Regions from separate parts of the Zea mays genome. Here region 2 is linked to region 1. Evidence: chromatin contacts called from public Hi-C data. All regions are on one chromosome and are shown on one strand. Each heading gives the region's core, a stretch centred on a gene start, on an enhancer-like site or on the middle of the called end of the contact. The rest is flanking DNA. Distances are from core to core; before and after follow the strand shown.

The links. Hi-C and Micro-C count contacts between places; a contact is called where the count stands out from the background.
Region 2: a Hi-C map of tassel shows a contact between it and region 1, with 1.7 times the contacts expected there. The contact joins the promoter of LOC103650942 here to the promoter of LOC100192790 in region 1. A contact is called at or near these places in 5 of 25 Hi-C or Micro-C datasets (bundle sheath, ear, leaf and 1 more).

What each region holds. Positions count from the first base shown.
Region 1 is chr3:177,692,806-177,698,167 of Zm-B73-REFERENCE-NAM-5.0, forward strand. LOC100192790 reads right to left here and starts at 2,749. Exons shown (of 3, transcript NM_001137983.1): 1 at 2,442-2,749; 2 at 1,939-2,318; 3 at 349-1,005. The coding sequence starts at 2,618. The coding sequence ends at 558.
Region 2 is chr3:178,053,737-178,059,098 of Zm-B73-REFERENCE-NAM-5.0, forward strand. It overlaps LOC103650942, which reads left to right and starts at 3,147. Exons shown (of 2, transcript XM_008676546.4): 1 at 3,147-3,964; 2 at 4,142-5,041. The coding sequence starts at 3,638. The coding sequence ends at 4,762.

The sequences.
Region 1 (5,362 bases), core at 1,499-3,998:
AGCACAAAAGGAAAACACACAAAGCGGCGTCGGCCAAGGAAGGGATTAGGCAAAGGTCCGTCATGCACACTAGGCGAAAACATCTGGATCTGCAGGCAGGTGATCCATCGGACAACCTCGCATCTGCACTGCACCAGCTTCCTGCCAAGCTGCTGCCAGCCAGCAGGTGAAGGTGGCATTTGGATTTGGTAAAGGCAAGCGCATTTTTCGAGATGGCTAACCAGACCAGACACACCAGACGGCAGGTCTGACGGGACAGAGAAACAAAAGCGCGGGGCGAGAAGATCTGATTTGCCATCAGAACAAACACGTCCAGCTCATGCCACGAGCTCATGCCGCGATACAGCTACACAAGGCTTGGCTTTGGCTCACGTTTCATATTTCTTTTTATCCTTACATATATAATATATAAACGACCTGTATGTACAACGACGCCCCCTCCCCTCTCTCTTTATGTACTTATATACTCATCACACGCGCTATGAGTATACATATTAAAATTTAACACACGGACACGGCCAAGAAAACTTGATACGCTTGGAACTGGGGCCGATGGATCAGCAGGACCCTCTGAGGATCTCGGCGAGGCCGGCGCGCTGCTCGGGGGTGAGCTCCTTGGGGAAGACGACGTCCAACTTGACCCTCAGGTCGCCGCGCGCGCCCTTCTGCCCGGGGACCGGCATGCCCTCGCCGGCGATCACCTTCTCGTAGCCGGGGCGGACGACCTCGTCCTGGAACGAGCAGCTCACCTTCCTGCCGCCGAGGAGGCGGAACGAGAAGGACCAGCCGGTGAGCGCGCCCACCAGCGGCACCTCCGCCTTGAGCACCAGGTCGTCGCCCACCCGCTTGAACGCCGGGTGCCTCTTCTCGGACACCGTGAGGATGGCGTCGCCGGGCAGGCACCCCGGCCGCTCGTCCCCCATGCCTTCCAGCACCACCTGCTTCCCTTTCCTCCACCCTGGCTTCACCACCACCGTCTGTGTCACCTCCTTCTTCACGGTTGACCTGCACAAACAAAAAGCACGTACTTCGAGCCATTAGGCTAGTTGCGATTAGTCTCCCTCCATAGGAACAAGGAGGAAGGGAGGGATGCTCTTGCTCAGGAGTCACTGTCACCCTCACGTGTAAAAAAAAGGAAACAAATATGAATACATCCAAAACGCGTGTACTAAAACGCATATGTGGCGAAAGAAGCATCTTGGGCCTTGTGTTAGGATTATGTAGTGGAGATAGGATCCCAAGCTAGCTGTACTATACTAACCACGTTGGGAAACATTGTTATCGTGACCTTGTGTTAGGTAGGATAATCTTGCAAGAATAGCATAGATACCTGCAGGGGGGGGAAAAGGAGTCTCGCACCAAAGCCCACTGGTGTAAAAAGGCTTCACGTCTACGGCCTACTATGACGTTGCAAAGGTAGCTAAATATTCCACTGGCAAATGCAAGGTGGTGGTACAAAAGCAGTGACCCGACCCCCCCCCCCCCCCCCCTCCCCCCCCACTGTAAAAACACAACACAAGTGCTCGCGCCATGACCTTGTTGTTGAAAAGAAGAAGAAAAAAAACAGAAACTGATTGTGATGGTGCACTGTTCATCAGGAGCTACCGAACAGTGCGGCGAATTGGGGGGGGGGGGGGGGGTGCCACAACCACTACACCGAGTGGAATGTCTGTCGCCATCAGAGCCGGTTCTGAATTCTTGCCTAACCTCGAGTTTAGTTTTCCAAGCATCGATTGATTCACTGTTAAAATCTGAACCCACGTCGGCACACAAAGCCCTTCCTCGATTAAAATTCTCCGCTCCGTTCGTTGTCTTGGAAACAAAAATAATAATAATCTACCGACAAGCGATAGCTCACCGGATTTCTTCATTTCTAGCAAGGTTTCGCGTCAACCTTGTTCAGTTAGGCAGAGCAAAACAGCGCAGATGAGCAGATACCCGTTCTTGGTGACGACGTCGCGGGTGAAGCTGACCTCCTTCTTGCAGCCGCGGCAGAGCTCCTCGAGGGTGCACTCGAGCTTGCGCTCCAGCGGCGGCGCCTTGCGCACGATGGAGCTGGAGAACTCGGCGAAGGCGCGGCGCCCGCCGGGGTCGCCGGAGCTGTACACCTTCTTGAACTCCCTCGCCGGTGTGCCGGGCGCGCTCCTCGTGCAGAACCCGTCGCTGCGCGTCCTCTCCATGCGCGCCCCGACGCCGGCGCCGAGGCCTCCGCCACCGCCGCCGCCGGCGCCGCCGAAGGCGCCGCGCGTCCTCTCACCCGCCCGGCCGTCGTTGCACAGCTCGAACACGCCCCTGTTCTCCTGCTGGTCCAGGAGCGCCTGCGCGAGGGAAGGGACGGAGTCGTGAGGACACGGCAGGACGCCGAGACGCAATGCACAATTAATCAGGGACGCGCGCACGGCACGGCACGGCAGGGTGGGTGACGCCGTCTCGTCGCTCACCTCGTAGGCCTCGCTGATGGCCTTGAAGCGCGCCTCGGCCTCCGGCCTGGACGACGGCGGGTGCTTGTCGGGGTGCCACTTCTTGACGAGGTTCTTGTACGCGGCGCGGATTTCGTGCGGCGAGGTGTCCTTGGGGATGTTGAGGATCTTGTGGTACAGCTCCGGCGGGTTCCCCATCGGAGGGGGCGGGGAAGCAGGATGTCGTTCTGGAGGGGCGGGGCGGGGCGGGCCTGGCGCAGGGGAAAGCGAAGGATGAAGCAGAGAGAAACGGGGAGTGGTGGGCGGGCGGTATAAAGTGGCGAACAGAGGGAGAGGGGGTGACAGCGGAAACTGAGAGTGAGCGAGGGAGGAGGAGTGGAACCGGCTTTAAAAATAGAGAGATGGAGTAACATTGGGAGGGACGGAGAGAGGGATTACTGCAATTGTGGATGGATGCCATCGTGAAATAGAGGTACTCCGTACGCCTAGTACTACTAGTGGTCGTACGTGTGGGGCCATAGAGGTCATGAGGGTGAATTGTTGGCAACGGACATGGACAAGGACTCAGAGGGGCAAGGACGTGATCGTGTGACGGTGTGAGATTTGTTGCTTTGCGTTTCGCACTAGCTCGCTACAGTCCGAGATGTTAAAATCTTAAAAAAAAACACGCAGCTGCCGGTAAAAGACATTTGATACTTATTTATTTATAGCTATAGATATCGTTCCAATTTCTCGTGCCTATTGTTTATGCTATACGTGTCCTTTTATTTTCCTTCCTTTGTTTCTTAATACAAGAACTATTTGATAAGCCCTCTTTTTTGTAGTCTATTGTGTTATACTATTAGATATGCTCAATTAGTGTGTCTATGTTTCTCAATATATATAAATAATTGTATGCCCTTTCGTGTAATAGATATAATAATAATATAGTTACATATATAATTTATTTTTTCTTCTTGTGATACTATATTATCTATCTAGTTATTGTGCCTGTATTTATGAAAAGATGTAGATACCACCTTAACCTTCTGCGGCTAATAGAGTAGATATCCAATTTTATTTTCTTGTGGCTACAAATATATATAATTTCTTGCAATTGTTGTGTTATAATTTCTACGCAAATTTCTTAATATAGATACAAATGTCATTTTAGATTGTTGCATATAATAGATACATGCCAATTGCACATAGCTCAACTCATTTGTTTTTCTTGTTCGAATATATTCATTACTCCATATGTTCTAAAATAGTATTCGTTCTGTCTCTTACTTTTTATATTTATGTTCAAATGGAGGATGATGAATCTAGACACATATAAAAACACATACATCAAGTGTTCTATGAATCTATTAATTATCTAAAATGAATTTTTAATTTGGGACGGGGGGAGTATAATTTAACTCTTTGGCATGTCACGTACGCGTAACCATTTTTTTATCAATGTAGTACCGGAACTAAAGAATGATGTGACTATCAATAGCAAATGGATGTAATAGTTTCATTAATATTTTGATACATGTTAGGCTAATATTTTGGAGGTGCTTATATTGGTAGGTTGACATAGTAAGTGTAACTTCGTCAATCTCTTGGAATTTATCGATCTAATCTTTCAAAGGTGCTCATATGGTATGTTGTATGCACATATGTTCATAGGAGTGAGTGATGATATCTATGGTGACTTTGTCAATCTATTCACTGCTACCCCAAAAGGCTACATGCCTAACGCAATACCTTCTCCACTTTGGTCCACTAGTGTAAACCAAAACGAAGGGTTTCCAAAGTTAGTATCAACATACACAAAACCTTTTCCAAAACACATCCAACACTAAGTGATGACCTCCCACAAGACGATAATTTAACTCACCGTCAGCTACCTTTTAGCAAAAATCACAAAGGCCTTAGCTTTTCCGCCACTCACCACCAAGCGTAACGCAATGTTAGAACTCACAAGTGGCACTAGATAAGCGTGATGCAATTCATGGTTGCCCCTCTTATTACTACAACCATATATTCTAAATTGGACTATCTAGCCGATAAAATGAAACACCTTATGTTCATAGCTTTGTCATAAGCACACATCCAAATTCTCATAAGTTGATGTGGATCACTCAAACCATAAAATAGACTTTATTGATCTTAGCGTCACTTGCTCGTCACCCTTACCTTGGTCCATCCGCATCAATCTATCCACTCATACTCCACCACCTCCACGTTTTGTCGTGTCTCAAGCCCCTAGCTTACTCTTCACCATTGTATCGGTCTAGTTATGGGAACATGGGCTAGAACGAGCGCGGCCCAAAATCAGGAGCCCAAAGCACGACACAGCACAAAAGTTCTATAGGTCGGGCTAGCACGACCCAAAGGCAGGTTGGTTGGGCTTTAATTTCCGACATGCCGTGCCACCGCATGGCTCGCACTCATGGACCGGGCTTAAGCCTGGCTTGACCCAATGAAGCATGCAGTGTTTAATTTCTTTAATTTAGTAACCTATGTACTATGTGTTGTAATATCTAAAATTTATGTGGTTCAATTATGTGAATCGGGATTGGGTCGTCACGGCTCGATGAAGGCCCAACGTGCTTTAGGGTCGGGCTAGGCCACCGTTTCTACTCTTTGGTCTGGCACGACACGGTCCAAATGTTTTTAGACCTTCTTGACCTGAGCCTGTTTGGTCCAAAGCATGATGGGCTCGGGTCGTCCTGGTATAGTCCGACCTAATTCCCAGCACTATCTCGGTCTATTAGCGCTAGACCCTTTATTGACACTTCACTGATACAAAAAGTGTATCTTGACTTGAAGGTGTCTAGCTTACCCTTCGTCTTTGCATTGCATTGCATATGGTCCTTCCTAGCCAAGACTTGCTTTGGTCTTCTTCTTGCTTTGTTTGATTTGGGTTTTCCAACATTCTAGCAATCAAATACATGTCAATGCCCCCCATCTTG
Region 2 (5,362 bases), core at 1,897-4,396, 360 kb after region 1:
TTGGGGATCACGCATATAATAAAAGGTACGAGGAACATTAATGTGTAAAGATAGGATGGAGTAATTATATAAGAGCACGCCCCCTAAAAGACGGCATGCAGACGTGACACAAATAGTTGGATCTATGATAGGTCAGGACCATAGAAGCGTATGCATGTGACACTATCATCCCTTTGGACTATACAACGGGTGAGAACAATATTTAATTTCGATTTCACACAACCAACCACTAGACAAGGGACTTCAAGACTTATTTAAAAGCCAAGAGCAGGAGAGAGATAGACAACTTGCCTTAGTTTACCACTCAGAGGATAGATCTTCTTCCCCTCTAGGAGCCTTGCAATTTTGTACACTTCTTTCACATAGAGATCCACCACAGAAAAGATGGCATAGGGTCTTAAGCACTCAACGGTCTGAACCTCTATAAAACATTAGTGTTACTGTGTTTGTGATGCCATGACCCGGTAGGCATACTCTACAGCATTAGGACTCACTCCTCGCTCTTTGGTGCAATCCATTTCTAGTACCTTAGGGTACTATGGTGTCATCACTATGACATAGCTGATAAGGATAAACAAGTTGTACGACTATACCAACAAATAACTCATCTATCTCAAATCGTGTTACAACAAAAGCAAAACTAGATCTAATTTATTAGGCATAACACCTATATGAAAACCATCTAGATAAAAAATTGTGCATGAACGACTTTGGCACCACCGTTAGAAAATGGGTAAGTTGCACACTAATGTATCTAGCATGTTCAAGACATATTACATATGAGTAGGAGATCATAGATCGTTACCACTAGACGCGTAATGTAGCAAAAAAGAGTGTAACGATATAATGTAAGTAGTCGTACGTCCTCACGTACAAACAGCAATGATACATTCACTCTTGCTTCTCACACTCATTGTCGTTCAACACTACAATAACAGTAGCATTGTGTCTATAGTATCCACCGTACAAGGATGAAACACCAAAATATTGTCGTGTTAACATAGACTCGCATCGAGAGGAAAGACAATGGTGACTTGGGTGCTGGCAATCCTAAGTGAAAGGCAACGACTACTCGGTTGTGAGATGTCTCTTACCCTAAAGGTCTATTTGATAATGATTGTCTTTTGAACATATCATCAACTTATAATTCTATCTTTTATCTCTAAGAAAATCAAGTCATCCATTCTGCTGATGTGAGCAGCACAAGTTGTATATATAACCGGCATCCTGGACTACCGGTGCATAACTAAGGCCTCGTTGATGGACTAAAGATTAGTCTCTCCATTTTAGTCTCATTTATTCCCTAAATTGTCAAACAGTGGGACTAAAATGTTTTAGTCTCTAGTACCCAAGGGGTGACTAAAATGGACTAAACCATATTAATTCTATCTTTTGTCTTTTATTTATTTCAATTACACTGATGGCGGGAGAATAATAAGGGATATTTTGGTTCTCTTATGATTCATTTAATGTTTTTTGAATACTTTTAGTTGTTAGAACCAAACAGGATAAGGACTAAACTTTAGTCTTCTAACTAAACTTTAGTTTCTAGACTAAAGGACCAAAACGAGACCTAAATAGTTCACCTCTTCGGATGGATTAGGACTAAAGTTTTAGTGTAAGTTTAGACCTTATATCAAACGAACTTATATTATACTCTCTCTCTCCGTTTCAATACAGTTATCGTTACGGTATTTATAAACTGTCAAAAATTTTAAAGTTTAACTAAATTTATAAAAAAAATATGATCAATATTTGTACTTTTAGATAAGTTTGTTATTGATTTAAAGATCTATCTAATCAAATTACCATATGTGTGTGTCAGTGTGTGGTTAAAACTTAAAAGCGGTTGCCTCCGAAAATGAGGACGTCAACTATTGAGCAACAGAGCAAAGCAAGTACTCAGTGATCAAAGAAATTGACTGCAATGCAAACAAGGGCGGTGGTAATCGATTGCCTTGCCTCCGAGATACGGGAGCCGGGCACAGACAAGGCGTACGGTCCTGGACAAGGACAATAAAACCTGCCCGTCCGCGTCCGCGTCCGGTCCTCAAGCTCGGGAGCTCCGCTGCCGTTCCCTGCCTGCCTGCTGTTGCCATGGCGTGCGCCGTGATCATGCGTGTCCGCTGCTCCGGTCTAGGAGCACCTGCGACTGCGACTGCGAGTGCTTATGCCTCTCCCGGCAGGCGCGTGTGACGGGACTGACGGACGGGAACACGGAGCGCAGCTGCCGCATCACGAAAACTCTTGGCTGCTCACTCCCAGAGACCGAGACCAGAGAAGCATGCTAATCCCATGCATGTCGGGCGGGGCTACTGCTCCAACAGTCCGGGGGAGACAGACAGGGAGAGGTATAGTGCTCTGACCGCAACAAACACTGACGACCAAATCCCAGTGAATTCAATGGCACCTAACACTACTATGCCATCCATCTGCCAGTGAGCTTTACCACCCCCTCCTCTCTTTTTTTTTTTTGTACAAGACTGATCGATCATGTTTTGATATGGAGAAGAGAATCGGCTGTGAAAGGGCAGGTCCGAAGATAGTCTTCCAGACAAAAAGAAAAAAAAAAGAAAAAGAAAACTTCTACGGTAAGGTAAGCATGGTTTGGAGTAATCCGGTCGGCATCCCCGGCATTTCTGGAGGTCTCTACAAGTAGTATAGCTCCTTGCCAACAGGAGCCGGAATGAAATGTGGAGGAATTTCGGTGGTGGTGGTGGGCATTGACAGGATAAGATTTGCATCTCTGAGTTGGAAAGGGGTTAAGGGAATAAAGGGGCAGTGCTCCGTGTAAGATTAAGATAGAACCGAATAACGCAAGGTTTGGGGGGAACTGATTGGACCCGTGGTACTAAATATCGCATTGCTTAATGAGATACTCATAATTTATCTGATGTGATATAAACTAAACTTTAGTTAGTTGAATCGAACACCTTCTAACTCTTATGATAAACATAAACATGGCTTGTCCTCCTAAAACCAGGTTAAGAAAGTGAAATCCCTTCTTTCAAAAAAAAATACTATAGAAGAGAAAACCCCTGATAAATAAAAAGGTTCGAAAGATTCAGAGACAGCCAGACAGGAACCTGAATAAGCAGGCAAGAGGACAGGAAAAAATTCAACGAATGGTGCCAGCAGGAAACGTCCAAGGGGCCCACTTGGCTGACAAGGAGCCACACCGCTTTTTTGGTGGTAAACAGCTGCGGTGCTGTGTGCTGTCATCGGCCGATGACTGCGGTTAGAGGGGTTAAACACGTTAAGCTTGGGGAGCACGAGGCAGCAGCCAGCTGCCAGCCAACAAGACAAGAGCGGCAGTGTTCGGGTCGCGCTCTGCTGCCGCTGCTTCTGCCTCCGCCCTCCGCCCCTCCTCCTCCTTTTCATCACCCTTCCCCCTCCCGTCTAGACACGCATCATTGCGCTACTCCGCGCTGCACTCCCTCCTCCCGTGTCTGTCGCCTCGCCTTGCCCCTCTCGTGCTCCCTCCCCCCCTGCTGCTGCAGGTTAATGCTCCTCCGTCCGCGCCGGTGCACCACCGCGCTCTTGCTTAGCTAGCTAGCTATATATATAGCCAGCCGAGCAGGCTTCCTTTTCCCAGTTCAAACAGTGCAGCGTCGGCGGTGGCGGGGACGACGACGCGATGAACGCCTTCTTCACGTCCCTGGCGCGCGGGCTGGACGACCTGGGCCGTGCGGGCGGGCTGTCGTCGCTGTCGGCTCTGCTGCGGGCGGCCGCGCTGCTCAGGGGGCTGCACTCGCAGCTCACGCTCATGGTCGGCCAGCTCCACCTGCCGCCGGGCGGCCGCTGGCTCGACGAGTACATGGACGAGACGGCCCGCCTCTGGGACGCCTGCCTCGCCCTCAAGCTCGGCCTCGCCTCCGTCGAGCGGTATTGCGCGGCGGCCTCCTGCGCCGCCGCCGCGCTGGATGACTGGCTCCAGGATCCTTCTCCTCTGTCCACTCGCCAGGTTGGTTGGTTCTTCCTTCCTTCCTTTCTGTCGTTGAAACGTGCTGCGGTTGCGATCGATCGTTTCCATCATTCATGCCTTTGGCAGGCCTTTTTCTCTTCTCTGTTCCTTACTGTCTGAAAGACTGAAACGCTCGTGGCTCTGTTTGTGGTGCGCATCATCATCGGCTCATCGCAGGTGATGCGGGCGATCTCCGTGTCGAGGAGGGAGGCCATGGCCGCGGAGGAGGAGAACCGCGCGCTGGCGGACGCGAGGATCGCGCCGCTGTCGCTGCATCTCGACGAGCGTCTGCTGCTGCGCGCCACGGACGCGAGGCTCGCCGGCTTCAACGGCTTCCGGGGGCTCCTGTACGCGCTGCACAACGCGAGCTCGCTCCTCCTGCTCATCCTCGCCAGCGGCGCGGTCTCCTGCGCCGCGGCGGCCGGCGGCCCGTGCGCCGGCGCCGACGACGCCGGCTCGGACGGTTTCACTGCGTCCATCGCAATGCTGCAGCAGAGGCTGGCGGAGGAGGCCGAGTCCGACGGGCCCGGCGCCGCGCCGGGCATCAGGATGTGTGAGTTCCGGTGCGCGCGCGCCGCCGTGGAGGCGGCGCGGGAGGAGGTGGAGCGCGCCGCGGCGGCGGGACGCAAGTGCGAGGGCGGCGGCGGCGGAAGCGCTGTCAAGGACAAGGTGGAGGAGCTGAAGGCGTGGCTGGACGTGCTCCGGACCGGCACCGATAGCCTGGTGTGCCAGCTGGACGACTTCCTGGACGACATTGTCGAGGGCAGGAAGGAGCTCTCCGACCTGTGCAGCCATTGATGTGATGGATCGGTCACACCACACCTCGTGCCCGCCTTGAAGGAGAGCATCATCATCATCACAAATTCGCATGAACAAACGAACGTTGCTTGCTTGATTTGCATGGTAGTACAAGCAAAGTCAGATACGTACGTACTAGCACTAGCTGCAGTGTCCCTATGCTATTGCAATAGCATGTTGTTGCCTTGCCCCTCTTTCTAACCCCATCTCTCCGTCTCTGTCGAGGGGATGGAGAGAGCGATGGAGCATTCTGGTTGGCCATGATGCTGTTCCTGTCTCGCTGTTGCGTCTGCGTCTCTGCCATGAAAGGAGGAGGCATGATGGTGGTGGCCTGGTGGGGGTGAGAGAGAGGGGTGGGAGTCGGAAGAGGAGAGGCATAGGCAACTGATCGATCGCAACAAGATATCTTGGCTCAGGAATCGTCGCCACACTCGCAGCTGCTGCGTATCGAAAGGTTGCTTTTTGTTTGTTCGCCTGGGCGCGAAGAAAGCGGCCTATAAGGTTGGACCCTTGCCATCGCCGCGGAAAAAGTACTGGCAACTTTGGTTGCTTCTGTCGTGCGTGCACTTCACTCGCTTTCTCAAAGCTCTCTCTAGCTTC